2 separate regions of the Anas platyrhynchos genome follow, and region 1 is linked to region 2. A link is a contact called in public Hi-C data. All regions are on one chromosome and are shown on one strand. The core of a region is the stretch at or near the end of the contact, and the rest is flanking DNA. Distances in the headings are between cores, read along the strand shown. Region 1 holds the start of SALL4 (spalt like transcription factor 4). Region 2 overlaps ATP9A (ATPase phospholipid transporting 9A (putative)).

Region 1 (6,445 bases), core at 2,774-5,273, 64 kb after region 2:
TCACCCATCTGAGCTCTGCTCACCCACCTACCCAAGAGGAACACCCGGCAGAGGACAGAGTAATGGTGCACAGCCCCACGTGAGCGAGCGGCCCTAAAACCCCGAGGAAAGCTCCAGGCGAGCAGCACTGCCCCCAGCCCCGGGCACAGCCTCCAGTGCAAGCCCCCAGCCCCGCTCCACCTTCCGAGGCCGTTTCTAAGAGCTTTAAACCCCCAAATTCCTGGACAACCCCCTTGGAAAATGTCCACGGGTTACCTGCCGGGGCACAACCCCGGCCCCAGCGGCGGGGCCGGCCGGCGGGGGGCACTCCCGTCCCGTCCCGTCCCGCAGCCTCCCCCCGGGACCCCCGGCTCAGCCTCCCCGGGGCTCAGCCTCCGCCGCCGCGCACCCACCTGCGCTCCGCATCCCCGAGCATCACCCCCCTTCTTGGGGCTTTGAAGGAAAAGGTGGGGGGGCTCCTCCAGAAGCTGCGGGTAGCCCAGCAGCCTCCCCCCCGGAGGCAGCGGTAGAGGCCGCCCTCGGCCCTACCTGCTCGGCGGCGGAGCCTCCGCGGCTCTCGGTCCTCCCAGCAGCGCGGCCGCAGCTGGAAGCAGGGCGGCCCCGGAGCACACTTAACACTAGTACAGTGTTTAAGACCCGGCTAAACGGCGCAAACCCCGCTGCCAAGGTCAATTGCATGAGAGTCCTAATTGTGAGCCTGACATCAACTTACCACCCACGGCAAGCGGGAGGAGGCAAAGGTTAGAGCAGCAGCTCTGTCAAAACGTCACATGCCGCCGAGCCCAGCCGGGCTCCGGCACTACAACCACTCTAATGTTTCACTTACGTAAAAGGAAAAACAAGCGGGCATCGCCCACCCCCGGGCACCCTCACCCTTCACACCGCTCCCGGGTCCCCCCTGTCCCGGCCCGACTCATGCTTATCCCGCTCCCAGCCCGGCCAACGGGCGAGTTCCGAGAAATAATAATAATAATAATTAATAAAAATCAGAGCAGCACTACCGAGCAACTTCGCTCTCCTCCTCGCTCAACACCTCCCTCGCGGCATCAACACGGCTCGACCTGAGATTGGAATTAAGGGAGAATCTCCAAATTTTTTTTTGTCCGGAAAAAAAGTTGCCGGTTCATACTGTATTTTTAAGAACGAACCCGATTATTTTTTTTTTAATGGCAGCAATCCAACACAATGGGCATTTTCAAGCCCTTTGTGAAAATGCTAATTTTCGCTGTGTAGTATTATTCTCCGGTGACCACCTGCTGATTTTTTTGACCTGTTAATTGATCCTCAGGTTAGCAGAACCGTTTCTCAACGTGCCGCATTGTTCGCAGAGGTGGGTCCCAAATCGCTTTGCACAAAAAAAAAAAAAAAAAAAAAAAAGAGCACTTGCGAAGGAGATAAGGGCTTGATTTTATTATTACGATTGTGTATATACCCGATAATGTCCCAGACAAATCCCTGGGCTATTTCGACTTTGTTATGCAGCTTCATCACTTGGTATTTACGGACACACCTGGAGCGGGGAGGACGGGGCCGGGCAGGGAGATTTGCGGGCGATAAGAGCCGCGGGTGTCGCAGCCGCGAGGTGGCTCTCCGAGAGCGGCCACCGACACCGGGGGTGGCACCGGGGGGCCCCCGGTAGCGCCGCTCCCCTTGCGGCGAGCGCCTCGACCCCAAAAAGGAGCCCCTACCTCCACCCCCCGGCCCATGCAATCGCTGCTCCGGCTCCTGGAGAACGGGGGGGTAATTTTCATCCAGGGTTTTGTTGTTAAAAAGAGAAAAAATAAATAAAAAAGCCCCCCCACCAAGCGCACAGCAGCTGCCCGCTGCCCAGAGGAGCGGTGCCGAGCGACCCTCCCTCCCCTCCCCGCACGCCCCCCCGCCCCAAGCGGGCCGCATCAGGAGTTATTAACCCTTTTGTTTCAGCGCAGCCCCGGAGGTGCCTTTCCAGCAGTGGGCAGAGATTTACATGTGGAAACATCACCTCCATCCCCCAACCTAACCATATGCACAAAGGAAAACAGTCATGCATTAAACATGGGATTTATTGCCTTCTGGCCAGCTTGCCGATTCTTAAGTCACCATTAACCGGACCCAACAATCGCACATTTCGAATCAAAGAAGAGAGGGGGGAGGAGGAAAAAAAAAAAAAAATTAAGAGCCCGAACCTCCTGCGGTTTGGGAATCAGCAGCTCCTGTAACGTGCGCTGGTATCGATCAACTCCAGGCACGGAAAAACCCCACACGAAACCAGCCCTTTAAAAAGGCAGAACCCCCCCCAGAAAGTTCGGGGGGGCACCTACAGAAGTACTCGGGCTGCTAAGACCCAGCCTCAGCCTCCCCTTCCCCACCCGCGACGCGCCCCCACGCGCTCCCCGGGGGTCGCAGCGCCTCCGGGGACCGCGAAACCTCCCCCCGCGGGGAAGTGCCCCTGAAACTTGCCCCCCAGCCCCGGCCACAAGGGTGTTAACAGAAGGGTGAGAGCCCCTGCCCGAGCCCAGGGTGCCGGGACGATGCTGCGGGGCACGACCGCCCCGACCCTTCCCCGCTCCCATGGGGAACAGGGGCAAACAACTGCCCCCCCTCCACCCCTTCCCCTGCACGCCCACCCAGCGCTCCGGAATAATTTTGAGTTCAAATCGAGACTTTTCCTCTTCCCTTCGCAAGGGAGAGTGCTGCGAGCTCCCCGAAAAGGAGGCACCGTGATTTGCGGGAGCACAAATCCCCCCCGCCACCCAAATACAAAGCGCTCACGCACACCCCACATTAGCTCACCGGAGTTATTTTAGGAAGTCGGAAATCAAAGATGGCTGGAGGTCAAGCTACAAAAGGTCCAGGGCGATTGTGATCTCCAACAAAAATAGTCCGAACGCTTTTTTTTTTTTTTTTTTTCTCGAAAAACCCCACAAAAAAAATCTTCATAGAACTACCGAGAAAGTCTTAAATAGAGAAATCGGGGAAACCTACCTCGAGTCATTTCCTACCCCTGAGAAGACGGTTCGCAATTCCTTCCTCTTTCCCCCCTTACTCTCCCCCCCCCAAAAAAAAAAAAAAATCCTTTCCGCCCCAGGCAATTTGGGGTTCGCCTCCCGTGGGGCTGCGCCCCGAGCGCGCACCCCACGCGGGGACCCGCGCGAGTTCCGCGGGACCAGGGTGCCCCCGTGAGGGGGGTTGGGGAGGGGGGGGACATTGGGGGACCCCCTCGGGCAGCGCTGCAGGGCAGTCCCAAGCCGAGCCCCCCCCCCAGGGAAACACCGAGCCCCCCCAGCCCGCGGAACAACTCCAGGGATGTAAGCGCCCCAAAAAAACAGCGAGGAGCCTGTGGGACCCAGGGTGGGGGTGAAACACGAGGGTTGAAAAATTCCCCCCCCCCCCAGCAAGAGCCCCTCTGCCTCCTCCGCGCATCAGCAGGGCTGGGGGGCGCCGGGGCTGCGCGCCTTACCACTTGCAGCATCTGGGGGCTGCTCCTCGGAGTTGATGTGCTGGGGCTTCGCCTGCTTCCGTCGCGACATGGTGCACCAGCATCGGGAGCAAAATAGTAGCAATTATTTTTCCTCTTCACAACAAATTCCTAGAGTTGGGAAATTACCCCCATTGGGCGGAATGCGCATGTCAGAGTAATTATGATTATCAATAATGCATTGCGATTTATCATGGGTCCCTGACAGCTGATTGGCCTGAGTCCAAGGGCTCACAGATTATTCAAATAAGGTCCATTGATCAGGGCGCAGCGGGGCACGCTGGGCGATGTAGTCCCGGCACGGCTCGGCTCGGCTCGGCCCGGCCCGGCTGACAAAGGCGTGCGCCCTGCCGGGGGCCGGGGCAGCCCCCCCCGAGCTGCGGGGAAGGGGCAGGATCCGGCCCCCCCGAGTAAACAAGCGAGCCGGCGGGCTGCCGAGGGACAATACCTTTGTTATCTCACCTGCACTTTTTATAGTGTGCTTTGGGAGATTTGGGGTTTCTCCCTAAAGCGGGCAGAAACCCGGGACAATGCTAATCCCAAAGCGGGAGATAAGGTGGGAAAGGAAAAGAGCCCCGATTGTCCGGGGGGGGGGCTAAGCCGGGCTCCCGACGTGGCAAGTTAGGGGCTTTACAGGCGGCTGCAGCCGGCGTTTGTGCAAAATCTGCCCTTAAGTCTCACTTTCTGGGAAGCCGACAAAAGTGAGCCGATAGTATTTTGAAAAGCAAATAAAAAACGTTAGTCATGGAAAAGGTTCACGCGAAAAAAACTTGATGCAAGTGAAAAAATTGTGTTTTGAAAGTGACGACGGGAGCCAGATTGGTTGGGTCAGCACACGGTGGGTCATTTCCAACTTGTCTGATTCCACGTAAAAACGCCCGATTAAATGCTCCCCACGAGAGCCATCTGGGTGGCCCCTGGCGTTTGGTGGCATGCTGGGGGCACAGTCCCTGTGGTTCCCTCGGCTTGCTGCACCCCGCTTTGCTGAGCCTCAGATTTACTTTGCTGCAAAGCCCCAGAGAGTTACAGAGCAGTCACCTCCACCCCTCCGATTCCCACTGAAGCCAGCTGGACATTGCACAAGCAAAAGTGTGAGGCTCCTTAAGCATTTGGAGATGGGGATTGCAAAACCGGGAGGGGGGAAGACTTGATTTCTTTTGTTTTCCTATTGAATCCTCTACAGGGATTTTTTGGTGAGATTGGTTTGGCTGAGAGGTGATTTTGTGGTGAATTCAGATTTAGATTCAAAGTCGGACTCGACCTGCACTTGCCGGTGCGCTTACATTTTGCTAGGATCTGTGCCTCAGTTTCCCTCTTGTAAAATGAGGATGGCATTTCTGCAGCTGTAGAGCTGTTATGAGGGCAAACATCCACGAATGGACCTATAGATTATTTTTTGTGTGTGTCAGGAGGGTGATTTAGGGTGGAAAACCTGAATTTGGGTAGACAGCACAAAGGTTGGGAGGAAACAATAGTACATAACAAGGCCATGCAATTGCCACAGACACGATTGCACAATACTACAGTCTCATTTTACTGGTTAATTCATCAGCATTTGTAACTTTAAAAAACCTGCATTTTGTACATTTATTATATCATAAAGTTTGTGCCTGTGAACACAAACATGCCAAGTGCCTGTGGTATAGTTCAGGTTTGACTTTTTTTGGTGATGCTTCAGGAGGGGGGAGCTGTAGTTTGTACATGACAGCCATGAAAAGATATTAGCGTTGTAGAGCAAGGTAAACAGTGCATCATGATCTCATTAGTTATATATCCTCTTGGGGTTTTGTTTTGTTTTTATAGTGTGTCTTAAGGGGTTCTATTTAGCTAAGGATAATACAAATCTTAGAAAAATTCTTGCAGAGCAGAAGGTATTGCCCTCCTTGGACAATTACTGAACATGGAGGTCAGGGAACAAATTTTGTTTTTCAGGCTGCTTTTCTTGCTGTTTCCTCTGCAAGCAGATCATTGTCTCAGAAACCTCTACTCTTGATGGGGTACTCTGAATGGACATGTTCCATCAGAAACTTTGCGTTTACTAATATAAAATAGAAGAGATTAACAGGTATTTAAAATCACTCTGACCATTTTTATCTGATGATTACTCCACCCTCATGTTTCCCAAAGAGCTTCTATATATTTGTTTGTTTAACCAGCAGTTTGAAATGCTCTTTGTTTCCAAAGTGTGTCCTGAGGAAATAGACTGTTAAACAAGATTGATAGCAATTGATCCACAGATAGGTATTTACATTGATGAATTTTCTCCTTTTACACTTGATATGCTCAGTATAACCAACAGATTTTCATTTATTACACATAATGCTGCCAGCCCACACCAGCGAATTTATTAAACATGCTGTTTTATGTATCAAGCTGAGACAGACAGCCCTGTACAGTAGATCCATATTTAAAATAAGCATCTCATGTGGAGAATTTGTACTGAATTTAAAAGAATATATTATATGAAATCAATGGAAGTTTTGGTATTGATTTCAGAGTACTGGGATTTCAGTTGGTATGGCTCTATCACACTGAGAGCAGAAGGCGTGTTGGAAAGCATTAACAAGAAAAATAAAAAAGCAATGCACATTGCTGTATTTAAGTAGGAGAAAGCATAACTGACTGGAAAATATAGGAAGAGGGGAAATGTGACCAAAAAACTTTTCTCAGAAGGCACCTCCAGCTAGCAGTGATTATAAATAGGCTGTTCTGCATGATTACATCATATGCAAAAGGCATGTAACTTGGCTTTAGCACGATCATATGGATTAGCATGATTACAGCTTCTGGATTTGAAAAATAGCAGGCTTCCTTTTCTGGCTTGACATTTATTTATTTTTTTAAGAAAAGTCCAGAGGAACAATCTTCTACCACCAACAGAGCTGAGGCATCATCTGTGATAGGCATACTTCCAACAGCAGCCCAGCCCCACCCTCGAGGCTGATAAAAGGAAGCTTTTTTAATGCTGTGCATTATGAGCACGTGGAA
Region 2 (6,391 bases), core at 2,550-5,049:
CTGAAATTCTATACCCAGATTATGCTGGCAAGACAATCGCAGTGGCTCCTGCTAGCTGGAAAAATGGCATTTTCTAAGAATGGGCAATATCTGTATGGCTGAGCAGAAAATATTACCGTCTTAATTCTACTCGCTGCATTCCTGAGTGTGGTTTCATTCTACAGCTGCTCTCTTCTCCCCTCCTGCACAATGCTTCTGGTGTCTTGTGGACTCTATGCTACTTTCTACTGATCCATAGACAAGTAGCACAGTCTTAGAAGATCTGCTGAAGAGGTAACTAACCACCTTTGCAAGCTGCGTATCAAAACCAACATCAATGCCTACACCTGCATACATGCATGTTCAATAAAAACATTTTATTTGACAGTTACTGATTTTTAAACTGTTTTTTAATGCAAATGTAAACCCTGCTCAAAGATAGTATTTTGGAATATACAGGAACATGCTAAGGTAACACTCAGGCAGCCAGCATCTGCTACTTCAAACCTGGCTCCGCACAGGGTGCATAGGAGGCTGTACAGTGGCTTAGCAGCAGCTCACAGCTGCAAAATAAAGACACTTCGCTACCAAGCATGATGGAGGAGGCAGTGCTTCTATGAGCAATACAAACCTGTTTTACAGGCTTAGGATCTGGGCCTGATATTGCTCCCACTGACCACCAGTGGGAGTTTTGCCATTTTCTTCAGCAGTACTACATTAAATACAGAAATGCACAATAGGAAACTTTTTCTTCCTAAATGGGAGGAATGTAGCTCATGGTCGTTTTAAAAGGCACAAGCTTCAGATCACTGACTTGCATCTTGTCATTTTATCATACATAAAGGGGGGGAAAAAAGATCTCCTTTCTACTTAGATACTTTTCTACCTGCGGAAGGATCATTTTTTCAGGGCTAGGGAGGTGATCGTCCCCCTGTACTCGGCTCTGGTGAGGCCGCACCTCGAGTACTGTGTTCAGTTTTGGGCCCCTCGCTACAAGAAGGACATCGAGGTGCTTGAGCGGGTCCAAAGAAGGGCGATGAAGCTGGTGAGGGGCCTGGAGAACAAGTCCTACGAGGAGCGGCTGAGGGAGCTGGGCTTGTTCAGCCTGGAGAAGAGGAGGCTCAGGGGCGACCTTATTGCTCTCTACAGATACCTTAAAGGAGGCTGTAGAGAGGTGGGGGTTGGCCTGTTCTCCCACGTGCCTGGTGACAGGACGAGGGGGAACGGGCTAAAGTTGCGCCAGGGGAGTTTTAGGTTAGATGTTAGGAAGAGCTTCTTTACTGAAAGGGTTGTGAGGCATTGGAACAGGCTGCCCAGGGAGGTGGTGGAGTCACCATCCCTGGAAGTCTTCAAAAGACGTTTAGATGTAGAGCTTAGGGATATGGTTTAGTGGGGACTGTTCGTGTTAGGTTAGAGGTTGGACTCGATGATCTTGAGGTCTCTTCCAACCTAGAAATTCTGTGATTCTGTGATTCTACTTTTTGTTAGATGAGAAAGAATTTCAGAGCATCCGTTTCTCTGCTGAGCACGCAATCACAATTTAAAAGAAGTGTTTTCTTGTTCTGATGGTTAGCCCACTTCTTAATCTTTTGATAAAACAGTTCCTCAAAAAAAAAAAAAAAAAAATACTTATCATAAGCAATGGTAGGGAAAGGTTTTTTTATTCCTCCATCTTTTATTGCTCATCTTTTTCTTTTAGGACTCAAAAAGGTTGCCTGAAGGCTCCAAATCACTTTTACCATTAAAAAAAATAGTCCAGCTCAAGAAATCATGCTTGCTGTATTTAGAGGTACATGTGCTATCCTTGCTGCAGCTATCCTCCCATGCAGCAGGACACATTTGTGGGACTCTGTGTTAAAACACATTCAGTCAGGTCTCTACACTCACAGATTTAACACACTGATTACTTTGTACAAGCTCAGCCTATCAGCACATTTCAACCAGCATTCCTGCCCTCAGGCATGTTTTAATATTCCAAAGCCTGGAACAACTTGAAATACATATTTGTGCCACTGTACTGAGGCCTGCAATCCAGCACTTAAAAGCAGTTCCTTGAGTAACGGGAGATCCAGGTCCAAAATACACAGGTGGAATAATGCAAATACAGCCATTTGCAAGAGCTTTAATGAATTTCAATCTGTATGAAACACAGATTGTCAAGCATGGGTTTGCAAAAGCTATTGTGTGCACGTTACAGTTCCATCTTTATCACCCATATTCCTGTTACTGAGAGATTTGAAGTTCTCCGTGACATTATTCCTCCATGACGTTGTTTCTGACAGAGGCTGTGTTCTGCAAGACAGCCAGAGAAGTTCAGATTTGTGAAGCCTCCAAACATCAGCCAATGAAGCAGACCAAATAAATCTGCTATGGAAGAGGCCCATGTACACTACCCTGGTCCCAGCTGCTTCTAATGACAACAAAGACTATTCCAACTACTGTTTTATAATTTAAAATATGAGGCAGAAGATAATATTACACTCTCTTTCCAGATACCCCCAAATAAATATGCAGCAACCTAGTTTTAGCACAAAGCAAAAGGAGGTAAGGATCAACCTTACCCATTCTCCCCACCCTAAATAACAAGGCTGCAGATCCTGTGCAATGATACAGCAAATCATATCTTGCCCTGGATTATAGGTTTCCTATTCATGTTTTAAATTCCTGGCACCAATTATATGTCTGTACTTTCAGTAAAAAAAAGTAACAGCAATGTTTTAATTATCTCCAAAAGAAATATTCAAACCGCTTCACCTTGTTTGCTTTGCAGGAAAATGGAAGTGCCTTGCTTCAGCTGGGTTGATTTATTTTTCTAACATTGATTTCCTAGCAGTATCTGGAAAACTAATGATGATAATGGTGATAACTCATTTCTACTGTTTTTAAAAGATCCATGCTTTCTTATTCTTTCTTTTTCAAGGTAATTAACTTCTGGAAGTGTGATCTTCTATTGCATTTGCAGACAGAATAACAAATATGCACAATTTCAGCTGGGCACATATTTAGCCTGTGCAGTGCCTGCCCCTGCTGATAAAATTATCTGCGTGCACAGATGTACCCTTTTACCTTAACTCAGCTATTTTCGAATTCTGCTCATGATACAACATTCTCAGCATGGCTTTGAGATGTTAAACAGCTCAGAAAGACCTCCACCATTCTCTGCAGCTACAGCAAGTGCCCTCTCCAGCAGTCTTGTACTTCCACAGTGTCTGACAGAGTTTCAGCACCTGGCAGAGATCAGGGCAGCACCGCACTACCACTACCAATCTGCTGAACTTGTTTGCTGTGGCATCAGTCCACAACCCCTCACTCCTTCTCAGTTGTTGCTGTCTCTATCTCCCCCTGTTGTACCACCACAACTGCTGCAGAGACTGAGCACAAGCTGGACCCACGGCTGAAATCCAGGATAGAAATTAAAAACATGAGCAGGAAGGAGAAGCCAGAGGCAGACAGAGCCATGGAGGACACGCACACAGTGCCTGAAGCTTCAGCTCACTCCTCCCTTTTCTTGTCAGTTTGAATGAGGGACTAAAGTTCAATAAATTGAAGATGAAGGAAAGGATACATCACCAAACTAACCCAGCAGCGAGATGCTATTAGCTCAAAACACAGAACCAGTTTATAGCCTGAGGAAGCACACCACTCCTGAGAGCAAATGTTTTGTACCTTCCACATTATATTCACAGGAGAATCACAGACAGAAGCGTGTAACTGAAGCCACTCACCCGGACGATTATCCCCATGCGCTTGCTCTCATAAGTGAAGGGGAAGATCTGGAGGATGGTGAAGTTCAGGATGTGGCCGCCTGGTGTCCTCAGCTGCATGGAGGACTGGTCTCTGCCCACCAGTGTTAAGCCCACACTCTCGGTCCACTGCACCAGGGCCACCTGAGAGGAAAGGCACAGCAGGTTGTAATCTGCTCTGAAACTTATGCTGTATCATGAATTAAAACCGTTCACGGAGGCAGAAAGGGAAATGCCAGTCCAGGCCTAGCACCCTGACCATGGTTCTGGGTCAGGCATGTAGGTAGAGCCCAAGTTTTCCAGAAAAACTGGTGGGCTGTGGATCATCAGGCTGCTGAAATCTCCACCTAATGTTAATGATACATTTTTTACACAGGTGCTCGGGTACAGCTGGATATAACGGGCTTTTCCTGACACTGAGCCTTCACTAAGAGTAATTCTGTGGTTTGGGCGGGCCAGCTCCTGAATCAGCTGCAAAGCCTTCCTAGGCCCTTAGCAGGAGGTGGCCGCCGGCTCCCTGCTTCTGGCTGCAGTGTCCAGAAGGAAAACATCCAGCAAACGGAGGCACCGGTACCCTCTGCCCAGCTCCAGGGCGCCCAAACCTCTGTAGGGGCCCATTAGTAAAATCTGTTTACAAACACCTAACTTGTTGAATGTGCTGTTTCAAAACTTGCTGTTTATGAAATCAAGAATTCAATGTGATGCTTTCACCCTGGATTTACAGTATCAAAGCCTGAAATGCTAATGCAGAGATCATTAAAAATTCACATGGAAAAACAAAGGAAAACAAGCTCCCTGTTGTACTCGGTTTGGTAGTAACAGTTCATCAGCAATTTGCAATCTCTGTACTGAGCAGCAAAACAGATGAAGGCTGGCTCGCAGGCACTTTTTAGCAGAGCTCCTCTGCCCCACACATTAAAATAAACAAATTAATAACAATAATTAAAAAAAAAACTGTTTTTCAACACACAGTAATACTCAGTTGAGCTTATACAACTATCATTTTGACTGCTGCTTTCCGTATTTGAGGACCTGCAACATTGATTTCCTTACAAGCATTCACTAAATTACAACCAAGTCACAACAGAAGACCAAAGACTTCATTTTGCTCCCCCAGCGCTGCCCCCATCTCCCCACCTCAGCTGACATAGCCACCTAGGAATGATCCTGCTGAGATACAGGCATTTCACTCTAGAAGCTGTCCTGGCAGTAACGGATGGGAGCAGCAGCTGACATAAGCCCATATATCACGTGCCTACAGGAAGGATCAAGGGATAGTTTCCCCAAACAAATACAAAATACTAGAAGTTTTTTACAGTGACGTTCTCAAGAATGTGAGAATGTGTGGCACATGGTTGCTGCTGACTTGAAGGTTAATTACTCCTTGGGCATTTCAGGTTCTGCTTTTACTGCCTATTCCCACAAATACCTTACATAAAAGTGAGATTTATTTTGGGAAATCACATACACTAGGATACAGATAGAAATGAAATCTATAAATACTTGCATCGACTCAAGGTTTTACTAGGAAAGTTGATACAATTGGTCTAATCAGACAATCTTTTATATCTCGGCTCCCTTTCATCCACAATTAGGTTTAAAAAACAACCTAAAATAAATCCTTTTCTTTCTTAAGGTAGTCTTAAATCATCAGATGAAAAAAAAAAATTAGCTGAGTTGCCTTTGTCTTTAAAGGCCTTTAAATCAATATTTGTTTTAATACTAGCAAGTTTTTGCAGGCTTATTCACAAAGGTTACAACAAATCAAAGGATCTTTCAAGATTCTTTTTCAAAAGTTTCTTCAAGACATCCTTAGTGCATTAAAGGGTGCAGTTGGATAATCCTCCTAACTACCTCTCAGAGCAGAGATTGAGCTCAGGTTTCTAATACTCTGGTTAATAATGATTGAGAATTTTTCACAGTGTGATGTTAACACAAGGACTTGCTTGGTGTACATAGCACTAGATGCTCATCTGCCCATGTTGGTGAGCTACAAATGTCTGAAGACATAAAGCTCTGCTCCCACCTCAGGCTGTTAAAGCATCTCCATTGCTACTTTCTTTCACAGATTCCTCATTCCCTGCCAGCATCTCACTTCAATTCTATGTCAGGAAGCATTCAAACCTCCTAAAAGAAAAGCCCAGCACACAGTAGCAACTGGAAGAGCAGCAGAGGATACCTGCTATGCTGCACACATCATACTGCAAACTAACTGCATTTCCCTGTGCGCCACCACTCATTTCGGATGGCCCTGAGACTACAAAAAGGCATGTCGGCAGAAGGGGAAGAGTAATGAAGGAAATCCCCCCTCTCCCTTGCTGCTGGGCCCAGGAGCACTACTTCTTTCAGCCCTCAATGGCCCTCCAGGTGAAGCCCATTCAGCACGGGGAAGTGGGGCTGACCCCTTTTAACTTGTCACCTCCCAGCCTCTGCAGTGCTTCGCGAATTAACAGAGAGGAAAAGTGATATCATTTTGAAGTGTTCCCATCAGAGCCACTGCAAGCACTGAAATTGCCATTCCCATTCACCACAAAGCACAACGTGCTCAGCCCTGAACACTGCAGGACGACACCAAGGACACCAGGCCACCAGTTCTCCTGCAGGGCCGGGGCATCTGGCCAGGCAACGTGCTTCCAGAGCGGCATGGGCCAGAAAAACTTTACTCTGCA

Evidence for each region. A called contact is a pair of places that touch in the nucleus more often than the background predicts.
Region 1: a contact with region 2 is called in a Hi-C map of liver, with 2.6 times the contacts expected there. The contact joins the promoter of SALL4 here to the enhancer-like site in region 2. A contact is called at or near these places in 2 of 8 Hi-C or Micro-C datasets (liver and skeletal muscle).

What each region holds. Positions count from the first base shown.
Region 1 is chr21:10,872,602-10,879,046 of IASCAAS_PekinDuck_T2T, forward strand. It overlaps SALL4 (spalt like transcription factor 4), which reads right to left and starts at 4,024. Exons shown (of 5, transcript XM_038166392.2): 1 at 3,440-4,024. The coding sequence starts at 3,509.
Region 2 is chr21:10,808,517-10,814,907 of IASCAAS_PekinDuck_T2T, forward strand. It overlaps ATP9A (ATPase phospholipid transporting 9A (putative)), which reads right to left. Exons shown (of 28, transcript XM_027442931.3): 15 at 3,705-3,866. Among named protein-coding and RNA genes, the nearest start is that of NFATC2, 27 kb to the left of the region's middle. Within about 2 kb of position 3,800, at least 2 of the 8 cell types and tissues checked have an H3K27ac peak or open chromatin away from gene starts, as enhancers often do.